Linked DNA regions of Mus musculus: region 2 is linked to region 1. The links are chromatin contacts, called in public Micro-C maps. All regions are on one chromosome and are shown on one strand. The core of a region is the stretch at or near the end of the contact, and the rest is flanking DNA. Distances in the headings are between cores, read along the strand shown. Region 1 holds the start of Coq5 (coenzyme Q5 methyltransferase). Region 2 overlaps Msi1 (musashi RNA-binding protein 1).

Region 1 (5,349 bases), core at 2,377-4,876:
ATAGCAGGCAAGGACTCTATCAGAGAGTGACTTCCTTAGCCCTCAACACCACCTTGAATCAAAAAGCTTAAAAGTCCACAAAAGAAGTCAACCTCGCTGGGCAGTGGTGGTACATGCCTTTAATCCCCCCCCCCCCCCCCGCTGACCTCTGACCTCCACAGGAGTGCTACGGCATCAGCATAATTCACCCCGCTTTCTCCATTAAATAAAAACTGTAATTAAAAAATAATTGCTGGGCGTGGTGGCACATGCCTTTAATCCCAGCACTTCGGAGGCAGAGGCAGGAGGATTTCTGATTTTGAGGCCAGCCTGGTCTACAGAGTGAGTTCCAGGACAGCCAGGGCTACACAGAGAAACCCTGTCTCAACAAAACTAAAAAAGAAAAAAAAAAAAAAAAAAAGAAAGAAAAAGGAAAAGAAAAGAGGAGGACTGGGACGATGGTGTAGGCAGAGGCAGGGGGAGCTCTCTGAGTAAGAAGCCAGTCTGGACAACAGAGTGAGTCCCAGGACAGCCAAGGCTACACAGAGAAACCCTGTCAAGAAAAAAAAAAAGAAAACAGAAAGGAAAGCATAGGGGTGTGTACTAACCAGTGACCAGTTACGTCATCTGCTTTATAGACAGTTTATACTCAGGCCACAGCACAATACTTCTAAACCCAGGTTGCATACTAAAGAACTGAAAGAGGAAACTGAGCAACAAGAAGGGAGAGAGCAAGGGAATGAGGGCATAGATCATGACTGGATGAGGAAGCCCGGGACTTAATCCCCAGCACTGCGGCGAATAAGAGCCCAGCAAATGAGAACAGCCACAAAGAGCACTGACCCCTGCCAGTGCGGTGGCATGCGGAAGAGGGGGACGCAGCAGAGGAGTCCTGTGAGTGAGGGTGAACTCTCTGACCTAGGGGAGGCAGAAGGGTTGTGCCAGTCGGGTTCAAGGTGTTTCAGAGGAAGAAGTGGCAGGAAATAAAACTCATAGGGACAGAGAAATGGCTCAGTGGGTAGAGCACTTCAAGCCTGAAGATGTGAGTTTGGGGGAACAGGACTCACATGGCAAAGGAGAAAACTGACACCTGCGAGTAGTCTTCTGCTCTCACAGAGCCCTCAGACACACACACACACACTCACACACACTCACACAGCATACACACACTCACACACACACACACACTCACACAACATACACACACCCACACACACACAACATACACACACACTCACACCCACACACCCACACACACACTCACACAACATACACACACTCACACACACACACTCACACAACATATACACACTCACATACACACACACAACATACACACACACTCACACACACACACAACATACACACACTCACACACACACACACACAACATACACACACACTCACACACACACACACACACACAACATACAAATAGAATAGAATTTTTTTCCAATTTCCATTCAAGAGGTTCTTGAAGGTATTTCCTGATGTTGAAAGCAACGAGGCTAGAAGCTGACCAGGCTACCTCTCCACACTCGAAATGAAAGCTTAGAAAGGGGTGAATCTGCCAAGCCACAGGAAGCATGCTTGATCACTACCCTAAGCTCCATAATGAGGGAAAAAGTGTTCACATCACTCCTGTTACATTTTAAAACAAAAATAAAACAATATGATTCCCCTCAAAACTGTAATTTTTCTTAGGATTTAAAATTTTAAACCAAAATTAAGAACTGTAAAAATGTTAGTGAAATCCCATCTGTTGGACTTTTAAAAATATATTAATTTTTATTTTATGCGTGTTGAGTATTTGCCTGCATGTATGTCTGGGTGCCACATGTGTGCCCATGGAGGCCAGAAGAGGCCTTCGGATTCCTTGGAACAGGTTACAGTCTGTGGTTCTCAACCTCTAAATGCTGACCCTTTAGTTCAGTTCTTCATGTTGTGGGGACCCACAATCACAAAATTATTTTCATTGCTAATTCATAAGTACATAACAGTAGTTTTGCTGCTGTTGTGAGTCATAATGTAAATAACTGGATTTTCTGATGGTCTTAGGCGATCCCTGTGCAAGAGTGACTCTACCCTAAAGGAGTCAAACGTCTTGCTGTTATAGACAATTGTGAACAATCATGTGAATGCTAGGACTGAAGTGCTTGTAGCTGCTAAGCAGTTGTTTTCGTTGTTTAGTTTGTTTGTTGTTTTTTGGTTTTGTTTTTTAGGAAAGGTTTTGAACTTGTGATCCTACCCCAGGCCTCCTGAATGCATGGCACTGTATGTGTCAGACAGTTCTGATGTTTTATTTTTCTTGGAGACAGGGTTTCATAGTGTAACTCTGATTGTCCTGGAACTCTCTATGTAGGCAAGGATGGCCCTGAACTATGTGTGAGCGTGTGTTTTTAAAAGGAGGGGATAGCGTCTTTTTTTTTTTTTTTTTGGTTTGGTTTTGGTTTTTTGAGACAGGGTTTCTCGTGTAGCTCTGGCTGTCCTGGAACTCACTTTGTAGACCAGGCTGGCTTCAAACTCAGAAATCCGCCTGCCTCTGCCTCCCAAGTGCTCGGCTTTTTTTTTTTTTTTTTTTTTCTTTTTTTAGTGTCTTTCTTTAGTAAGAAAATAAGGATGTAAATTCTGTGTTAGACAAGTAGTTACTCTTCTAACTTACAAGTTTATACTTATCTTTGTGGAGGCAGTATCTCTCTGTCTGAGGCTGGCTTCAAATTCACAGTACAGTAAGAGAATTACCTTGTACTTGTAACCTTCCCCCACACACCTGCCAAGTGCTGGGAACACAGTTTACACCACCACACAAATTATGAGGTGCTGGGGATGAAACTGAGCCGCAGGAAGTGACAGGCCAGCAGCACTCGACCAATTGTGCCACAGTCCCAGCTCCTGGCTACCATTTTAAATAGTGCAAGCTTAACCTTAACCCTATATTCCCTCAGAAAAGTAGTAACAACAGTCACTAGTGGGAAACTGAAGTGAGAAATGGGTGGGGGGAAAATCTGTACACGGCACCTGGCATACGTATAGGACAATCTCGCAGTTGACGAGCGTAAAGGGTCATGCTGTGCTTCAAAGAGGGAAAAGCCGGGTTTGGTGGCGCACAGCCTTTAATGGCAGCGCTCCAGAGGCAGAGGCACAGGCAGGTGCATCTCTGTGAGTTCGAGGCCATCCTGGACAGCTCCAGGGCAGTCAAGGTGACACAGAGAGACCCTGACAAAAGGGGGCGCGTCGCCGGGGGCAGCGTCTCAAATGGCTGCAGTGGCAGTGACAGCAAATGAGTCCCCGAAAGGGAAGCTGGGTCTGGGAAGTCAGGACAGTAAGGAACACAGCTCCGGGGCCGACAGGGCATCCAATCAACCCTCAGTGAGAAAAGGAACCCGAACAGGAGCCCGACAGGTCCCTCCATCCACCCTCGCGCCCTCTGTCACCTTTGCTTCCTTTCTCCCCTTCCGACACGGTCTCAAACCCGAAGTGCGTTTCCGCGGCTCGCTTCTCCTGGGACAAGGACCGCGTTCCCAGCGTGGCCCATGGCCAGGATCTATGACACCCGGGGAGCCTGCAGTGTCCCGTGGCTCGCCACCACCCGCGGCCGCAGACGCGCCATAGAACGCAGCACCTGGGCGCCGCCATCGTGACACCCCGGCGACCGCGGGGCGGGGAGAACGTCGGGTTGCGTCACCAGCCGGGTGACGGCGGCCGACAGGAGACACATTAGTGGAACGCACCCCCAAACGCCTGTTTTTTTAAGGAGTCCTCCTGGTTTAGGATTTGGAAACCTGAAAGCCTTTCCTGTGTTCCCTGACTGAATCTAGAGTTTAGCAGGAATAAGCAGAATTCAGACAGAGGCCCTAATTATATTTCAGCGGCCATATTTCCATCCTGTTAGCTAGGACTAAAGACTACTATGGAAAAGACAACTGAATAGACCAGGCTGGCCCGGAACTCGCAGAAATCCACCCAAGTGCTGGAGTGTGCTCCCTCATGCCCTGCAACTTTTGTTTTCTGGTGCAGGAACTGGGTGAAATTGAGGCATGTTGTAAGTTAAAGATCAAAATTACATGATTTGAAAAAAAAATATATATATATGTATACACATATATGTGTATATATGTATATGTATATACACACATACATATATGTGTATATATGTATATGTATATACACACATACATATATGTGTATGTATGTATATGTGTGTGTATACATATGTGTGTGTATACATATATGTACACATACAAACATACATCTAAAGTAAAGTATATACACTTGTGTGTCTGTGGATGTATGTGAACGTGAGTGCAGCTGCCTGTGGAACCCAGAGATGTCAGATATCTTAAAACTGTAGTTTTAGGTGAATGAGCATAAGGATTTGGGTGCTGGTGACAAGCATTATAACTGATGAGTCAACCCCCCTGTGTGTGCCTCATGTGAATATATATATTTTTTAAAGCTGGAACTAGTTTACCTAGTCCAGAGTGTACTTGAACTCATAACATGCCTGGTTAAGTCAGACAGCACAAGCCTGAACTCCTCCCACATCGTTTTAGTGGCATCTGGAATGGTGTGCAGGTTCTAGTGCACACTTGAACAGTGCTGTGACACTAAACTCTACCCGAGTGCCTTTTAAATGTATTTAATTTTGGTTTGTTTGTTTTATGAGACAGGGTTTCTCTGTGTAGCCTTGGCTGTCCTGGAACTTGCTCTGTAGGCCAGGCTGACCTGGAACTCAGAAATCTGCCTGCCTCTGCCTCCCAACTGCTGGGATCAAAGGTGTGTGCCACCACCAACTGGTAGTATATTTAATTTTAAAATAAATAAATAATAATTAAATAAATTGTGTCTTTTTGATGTGTGTGTGTGCATGCACGCGTGTTCTCACACGTAGGCGTGCACATGCCAAGATCCATGTGTGGAGGTCAGGAGATGACTTTCAGGGGTCAGTTCTCCATGGCCCTGGGAATTGAACTCACATCCTCAGGCTTACAACTAAAGCACTGTGATCTACTGAGCCACCTTGCCAGCTCTTATCTTTTATGTTGAGATAGCATTTCACTAAGTTGGCAAGGCCTTGAACTCACTTTGTCACCTAGATACAGGCTTTGAACTTTTGATCTTCCTGGTAGGTGGGATTAAAGGCCTGTATCACTACACAGGGCCTTTAAAAATTTTTTTAAACTGAAGCCAGGCAGTGGTGGCGCATGCCTTTAATCCCAGCACTTGGGAGGCAGAGGTAGGCAGATTTCTGAGTTTGAGGCCAGCCTGTTCTATGGAGTGAGTTCCAGGACAGCTCGGGCTACACAGAAAAACCCTGTCTCAAAAAAACAAAACAAAAAAAATTGATTTTTTTTTATGGTCAAGATAACA
Region 2 (5,517 bases), core at 417-2,916, 170 kb before region 1:
AGCAATGTTGGGTGTCATTAATTGTAAAAAATAAAACAAAACAAAAATAAAAGAACAAATCTTTGTCAGTCCAATGTTATATGATTAATTAGTATTTCATTTACATATTATTTAATATTTTGTTTCTTTTCTCTCGATCTTGTTTTTTGAGACAGGGTTTCTCTGTGTAGCCCTGGTTGTCCTAGAATTCACTCTGTAGACCAGGCTGGCCTCGAATTCAAGGGGATCTTCCTGCCTCTGCCGCCCATGTGCTGGGATTAAGGGCGTGTAACACCACCAACACCGCCGCCACCGCCACCACCACCACTACCACCATCACCGCCTTGCCTCGCTAATATTCAGCTTTTTAACACAGGGTCTTGTTATGCACATCAGGCTGACTGGCAGCTCACTTTGTAGCCCAATCTGGCTTTGACTTTGTAATCTACCTGCCTTTGCCTTCCGTGTTCAGGGCTAATGTATAAACGTTATTTGTGTAGATGTGTGTACTGTATGTATGTATACGGGAGGATATAAGTACACGTGTGTGTACCTGCACGTGGAGGTCAGAGATTGATGGCAACTGCCTTCTCCAGTCTGACTTTTTGATACAGGTACTCCCAGGGAACGTGGGCTAAATGGCTGGCTAGTGAGCATCAGGGACCCAGCCACCTGTCAGTGCTGTGGGTCCCAGGTCCGGGCCGCTGTGCTCATCTTTCTGGGGGTCTAGGGGTCTGAACTCAGGTCCTTGTTGGTTAAGCGGGTACTTTACCAATTCACACATCTCCCCCAGAGCCTCACTCTGTAGCCCTAGCTGGTCTAGAATTCAAAGTAATCCTCCTGCCTTGGCCTCAGATTATAGACAGGCAATGTGCCACCATGCCTGGCTTAACTTAAATTGGACTGTGGCAGGCTAAGCATCTTCTCTCGTGCCTGCTGGCCACTGCTGGCATCCAGGCCCCCCTCTTGTCGTGGTCTGGGAACTCTATGAAGTGGAGATGGGGCTGGCATTCGAGATAGCATAGCTGAGGGTTGGCGGCCCAGTGCCCCCCACATCCCCCCATCTCCTCACCTCCTGCTACCTCCTCCCTGTTTCAGTGGTACCCATTGGTGAAGGCTGTGGCAATCAAGGGACCCTGAAAAGAAAAGAGTTAGACTCCGAGGATCCTGGGTTGCATTCAGGCAAACCGTGGGGGGGGGGGCTCCTGCTATCCCTGTGGGACCCCTATGGTGAGACACAGGTTCTTCTGGCTGGCACGGGTTGCCCCGGTACAGATCGGCTAACGGGGCACAGATCTACTTGTGTGCAAGGCGGGGCCTGGGGACCTGTGTAGAGCCAGTTCCCTGGTTAAAACTGGGATGCTCCTGAGCTGGACTCTGACCACACAGAAAGGAGATGGCAATGCATTTGTACAGCATTCTGGGGCCGCTGGACAGAGTCCAGGATACAGCTTATCACAGGACACCCTCTAGTCCTTGTGGATACTTTCTTCCTGTCACCCTCCCTCAAGCCCCGCTCGCCCCTCCCCAAGTTAGACAAGGCCGCTCCCTCCCGCAGCTTCAGACATCTCCCAGCGTGAAGGGGGTGAGGTGGAGGCCCTCCGGCCTGGCCACTCACCCCAAGACTGTGGCCGAAACCAGTGCTGGGGGCGGGGCTGGCGGCGCTGATGTAACTGCTGACCCCGGAGTCCTGGTTGGCTGCCCCGTAGAGCTCAGCCATGGGGCCGGGGCTTGTGGTCCCTAGGAAGCCCCCTGTGCGGCTGGGAGTGGAACCTGGAGGGGGAGCCATCGTCCAGGGGTGAGAGCCTGGCAACCCAGAAAGAACAGAGTGATAGCCCGGGTGCCCAAGGCCACCCCACACACCCGCTCCAATTCCCTCCCACCCAGCCCTGGACCAGAGACTACCCCCACCCCCACCCCCTGGAGATCGCTCTGGCTCCCGTCATGTCCCGTGTGACCTCTGTAAGGCTGGCCTATGTCACTGTTGCTTGATACTCTGTTGGCCCACTGCCCAAACTGGCTGTCCCCCTGGGCTACAACAACCCTTGTTCCTTCCTTCATTCTCCTCCTGTAAGCCCTTCCTCAGCCTTTCTTAAAGCAGCAGCTGACAACTCTTCTAGTGCCCAATGTCCCCAGAGCGGCAGGGTCATGACCGTCTGCACTCGGACACCCAGCAGCTTGTATGCTCTGGGGGACACAGCATCACTCTTGGCTGGCTCATACACTCAATTCAGTGAATACTTGTGTGGTAAACAAACCCCTCTGGACTCCTCCGTCCCCTCCCTGTGCCCCCTTCCCAGAAGGCCTACCTGTCCCTCGAACTACAGCTGCCGCCGCCGCTGCCGCCGCCATGGGCCCATAAGCCGTGAGAGGGATAGCTGGAAGACAAAGGGCGTGCACTGAGCTGGAGGAGGAGAAAGGACCCTACCGTCTGGTAGCGCTTCTCCCACCTAGGCCTCGAGTGGAGGCGGGGGGGGGGGGTGTCAAAGCACAGACAGGTTGGACAGCCATTCTGCACCCCGACCTAATGCATCCCAGGGAGCAGCTGCGCCTCAGTCTCCATACCAGATCCTAGGACACACTTGAGTAATATTCCTGACCCGCTGTGGGTAAGACATCAGTACTTTCTCCACAGGACAGGACAATGGCTGTCTGGCTACAAGGGGCCTGGGGCTGGGGGGTTAGGTTTTCTTTTCATTTTAAAATTTATTTATTTATTTTTAACATATTCACTTTACATCCCGCTCACTGTCCCCTCCCACAACCTCATCTTCTCTCTACTCCTCTGAGTGGGTGAGACCCCCCCCCCCCGTCCAGAGTATCCCCCCACCCTGTCACTTGAACTCTTTGTGAGGCTAGGTACTTCCTTTCCCACTAAGGCCAGACAGGCAGCCCAGCTAGAAGAACGTAACCCACGGACACACAACAGCTTTTGGGATATCCGCACCCCTGTTCCAGTTGTTTGGGACCCACATGAAGACCAAGCCACAAGTCTGCTACATATGATGGGGAGGCCTGGGTCCAGCCCGGGGTTTGCTCTTTGGTTGATGGTTGAGAACTCTGAGAGCCCCAAGAGACCAGGTTAGTTGACTCTGCTGGTCTCTGCTCCTTTTCAGAACTGGTTATTGGCTGGCCCTGGGCACAGAAGTCAGGCTCACTGCCTCTAAGCAGGACCCGCCTGAGGACAGAGAGCTACAGAGCCACTGAGGTCCCAGCTCTGCTAAGTCCTGCTGCTGTGTGTGCTGTGTGTCCTCACGGTCCTTAGGGCCTCCCTGACCACCAGGCTAAAAATGACCAGTGTCCCTTCCAAGTCCCTCAGCCCCTCTTCTGTCTTCCTCTTTCTTTTTGTTTTTTTGTTTTGTTTTGTTTTTTTCGAGACAGGGTTTCTCTGTGTTAGTCCTGGCTGTCCTGGAACTCACTCTGTAGATTAGACTGGCCTCGAACTCAGAAATCCACCTGCCTCTGCCCTCCAAGTGCTGGGATAAAAGGCGTGCACCACCACGACCAGCTTGTCTTCCTGTTTCTATTCTGCAGTTCTGTATACAGTAGGTCCTTAATAAATATCTGCACTATCCTCTACTTTTTGTTTTTTGTTTTTTGTTTTTGGTCTTTTTGAGACAAGGCCTTGTTATGTGTAGCCCAGGCTGGTCTCAAACTCACTTCCAATTCTCCTGTTTCCAACTCACAAGGGCTGGGATATAGCCATGTTCCATTGTAACTGACTGGTACTATATATACAGTGCTGCATATCTGTCAGGCCTCTGTGCATATGAGATAAGCAGACTACCAGATAAACGCAACACTCCACAACTGTCCATTCCCTGAAAATCTTTAGCCAAGCTGTCCTGCAGGAGACCCAAACCCGTGACACTGTGGCGTCTGAGGCTTGGATTCTCCTTTTTGTAACCGGCCATCCAACTGGCTTCTTCTCACTGAGACTCTGCCCCCTGGCTTCTCCTTCTCTGTTTAGTCCTTCCACCAGCTTGACGCCCTAGCCACTCAGCTCAGCTTTTGTTTTATCTTCCCAGGGATCTTCCATTTACTTAACTAATCCATGCGCCTCTGTTAGGAACCAGCTCCTGTGGGGTGGGGGACCTTATCTGTGTCTGTGCCCCCTTAACCTTCCACCCCAGTGCCTGGCCAAGCATCGGCACAATAAATATGTACCGAACACATAAAAGAAATACTCTGATCTCCGTTCCAAGCCAGGAAAAAAAGTTCAGGCGACACATTCCAAAAGGGCTGGAGAGGCTGGAGTCCATGGGCCCCTCTGCCAAGACACCTTCGGCATTAACTCAGGCCTACAGGGTGGACACTGGGCACTAAGGTCTCAGGGGTTCTAGCCCTTCACATGGCAAACTCTAGCCAACCTCACTGAGTTCTTATCGGGAAGAATTATTCTTGGTATAATAAATATTTGCTAGCCTCGCTAACCTGTACACTTGGTTATGAGTAGGTAAGGTCCGGGTATACCCCTGCTTTCATGGCCGCTAGCCTGGTGGTACATGCTGCACACAGTAGGTACTCACACAAGGGTCTTACATGAGGAGAGAGGAACCCCTGCCCCCTGCCCCAAGTGCCAGACCCTCTGATCCTTGCGGTCCTTATGTCCACCACCGCCAGGACCCTGCTCCCTCCCCTCCCCTCCCCTCCCCTCCCCTCCCCTCCCTTCACCCCAGTCTCTCTTCGCCTGCTGCACCCTTGGAAGGAAGATCTGAAGCAGTTTCCCCACACATAGCCAGGGTGGGGGTGGGGGGCAGAGTCCGCAGGTAGGGTGGAAGAAAGCGGGTTGGACAGAGAAGCCCCTCATGGCCCACCTCATGTGCACAACCCCTTGGCCTGACCCAGCTCCAGAGTAGAGTTGCGTCTCCCTCGGGGCCAAACGTTTTTGTCCTTATTTTCCTAGGAGGAGCCCACGGGCATCCCTGGGGCCATCGGAGGTATGTCGCTTGGGCCCCAAGTATCTGGGTAACTTGGGGTGTGTTAACAAGACAGAACGAAGACTGCAAAGTTCTTACAAGGCGAAAGTTGGGGGGGTTCTAGTTTCTTGGGGGAAATTAGATGAGAATGCTGCACTGGGTACAGGCACCCCCCAGTTCTGCGTATAAAGTCCCTCTTAGCCTGCTGTGCTCCAAGTTCGTGACCCTGGCCTGTTCACCACTGGGCACCAGAGCCTCCACGGTGCCTGGCACACAGGAGACACTAGATAAATATTAGATGAGTGACTTTACCTCCGTCTGCCTGGCTTGGCCTCCCGCCCCACCCTCGAGGGCCATGTAGCTGAAGAAACTGGCCAGTGCCCAGGTACAGTCGTTCTGCCAGCTTCACCCCGGGGAAGGGGACAGTCCCTCTCCCCTCCTTTCTCCCCGCGTGGCCTATGAGATGCACGGAATCTGAGCCACTGACCTGTGAGCTCGGGGAGGACTGGGGCGCTCGGGAGAGGGCTCCGCTCTACACGGAATTCTAAAATGAAACGTAAGACAGCTTAGGAAATCGCAGGGGAGCCCCTTTGGCATGGCCCCTGGCGGGGGACAGGGG

What was found. Hi-C and Micro-C count contacts between places; a contact is called where the count stands out from the background.
Region 2: a contact with region 1 is called in a Micro-C map of stem cell-derived motor neurons, with 2.2 times the contacts expected there. The contact joins the enhancer-like site here to the promoter of Coq5 in region 1. A contact is called at or near these places in 17 of 39 promoter capture datasets (3T3-L1-derived adipocytes, the C10 cell line, the HPC-7 cell line and 11 more), 5 of 15 datasets of contacts at CTCF or cohesin (the G1E-ER4 cell line, embryonic stem cells, pro-B cells and 1 more), 54 of 484 Hi-C or Micro-C datasets (the C10 cell line, ECoMG myeloid progenitors, the G1E-ER4 cell line and 30 more), 25 of 115 datasets of contacts at active chromatin or transcription factors (the SCID.adh cell line, astrocytes, cardiomyocytes and 14 more) and 4 of 9 other capture datasets (adipose tissue, embryonic stem cells, liver and 1 more).

The regions. Positions count from the first base shown.
Region 1 is chr5:115,277,979-115,283,327 of GRCm38.p6, reverse strand. It overlaps Coq5 (coenzyme Q5 methyltransferase), which reads right to left and starts at 3,626. Exons shown (of 7, transcript NM_026504.2): 1 at 3,414-3,626. The coding sequence starts at 3,615.
Region 2 is chr5:115,447,055-115,452,571 of GRCm38.p6, reverse strand. It overlaps Msi1 (musashi RNA-binding protein 1), which reads right to left. Exons shown (of 15, transcript NM_008629.2): 11 at 5,386-5,442; 12 at 2,289-2,357; 13 at 1,598-1,785; 14 at 1,052-1,115. The coding sequence ends at 1,074. Among named protein-coding and RNA genes, the nearest start is that of Pla2g1b, 16 kb to the left of the region's middle. Within about 2 kb of position 1,666, at least 8 of the 459 cell types and tissues checked have an H3K27ac peak or open chromatin away from gene starts, as enhancers often do. A contact at or near this core is called in rod photoreceptor and stem cell-derived motor neurons, where this site is marked.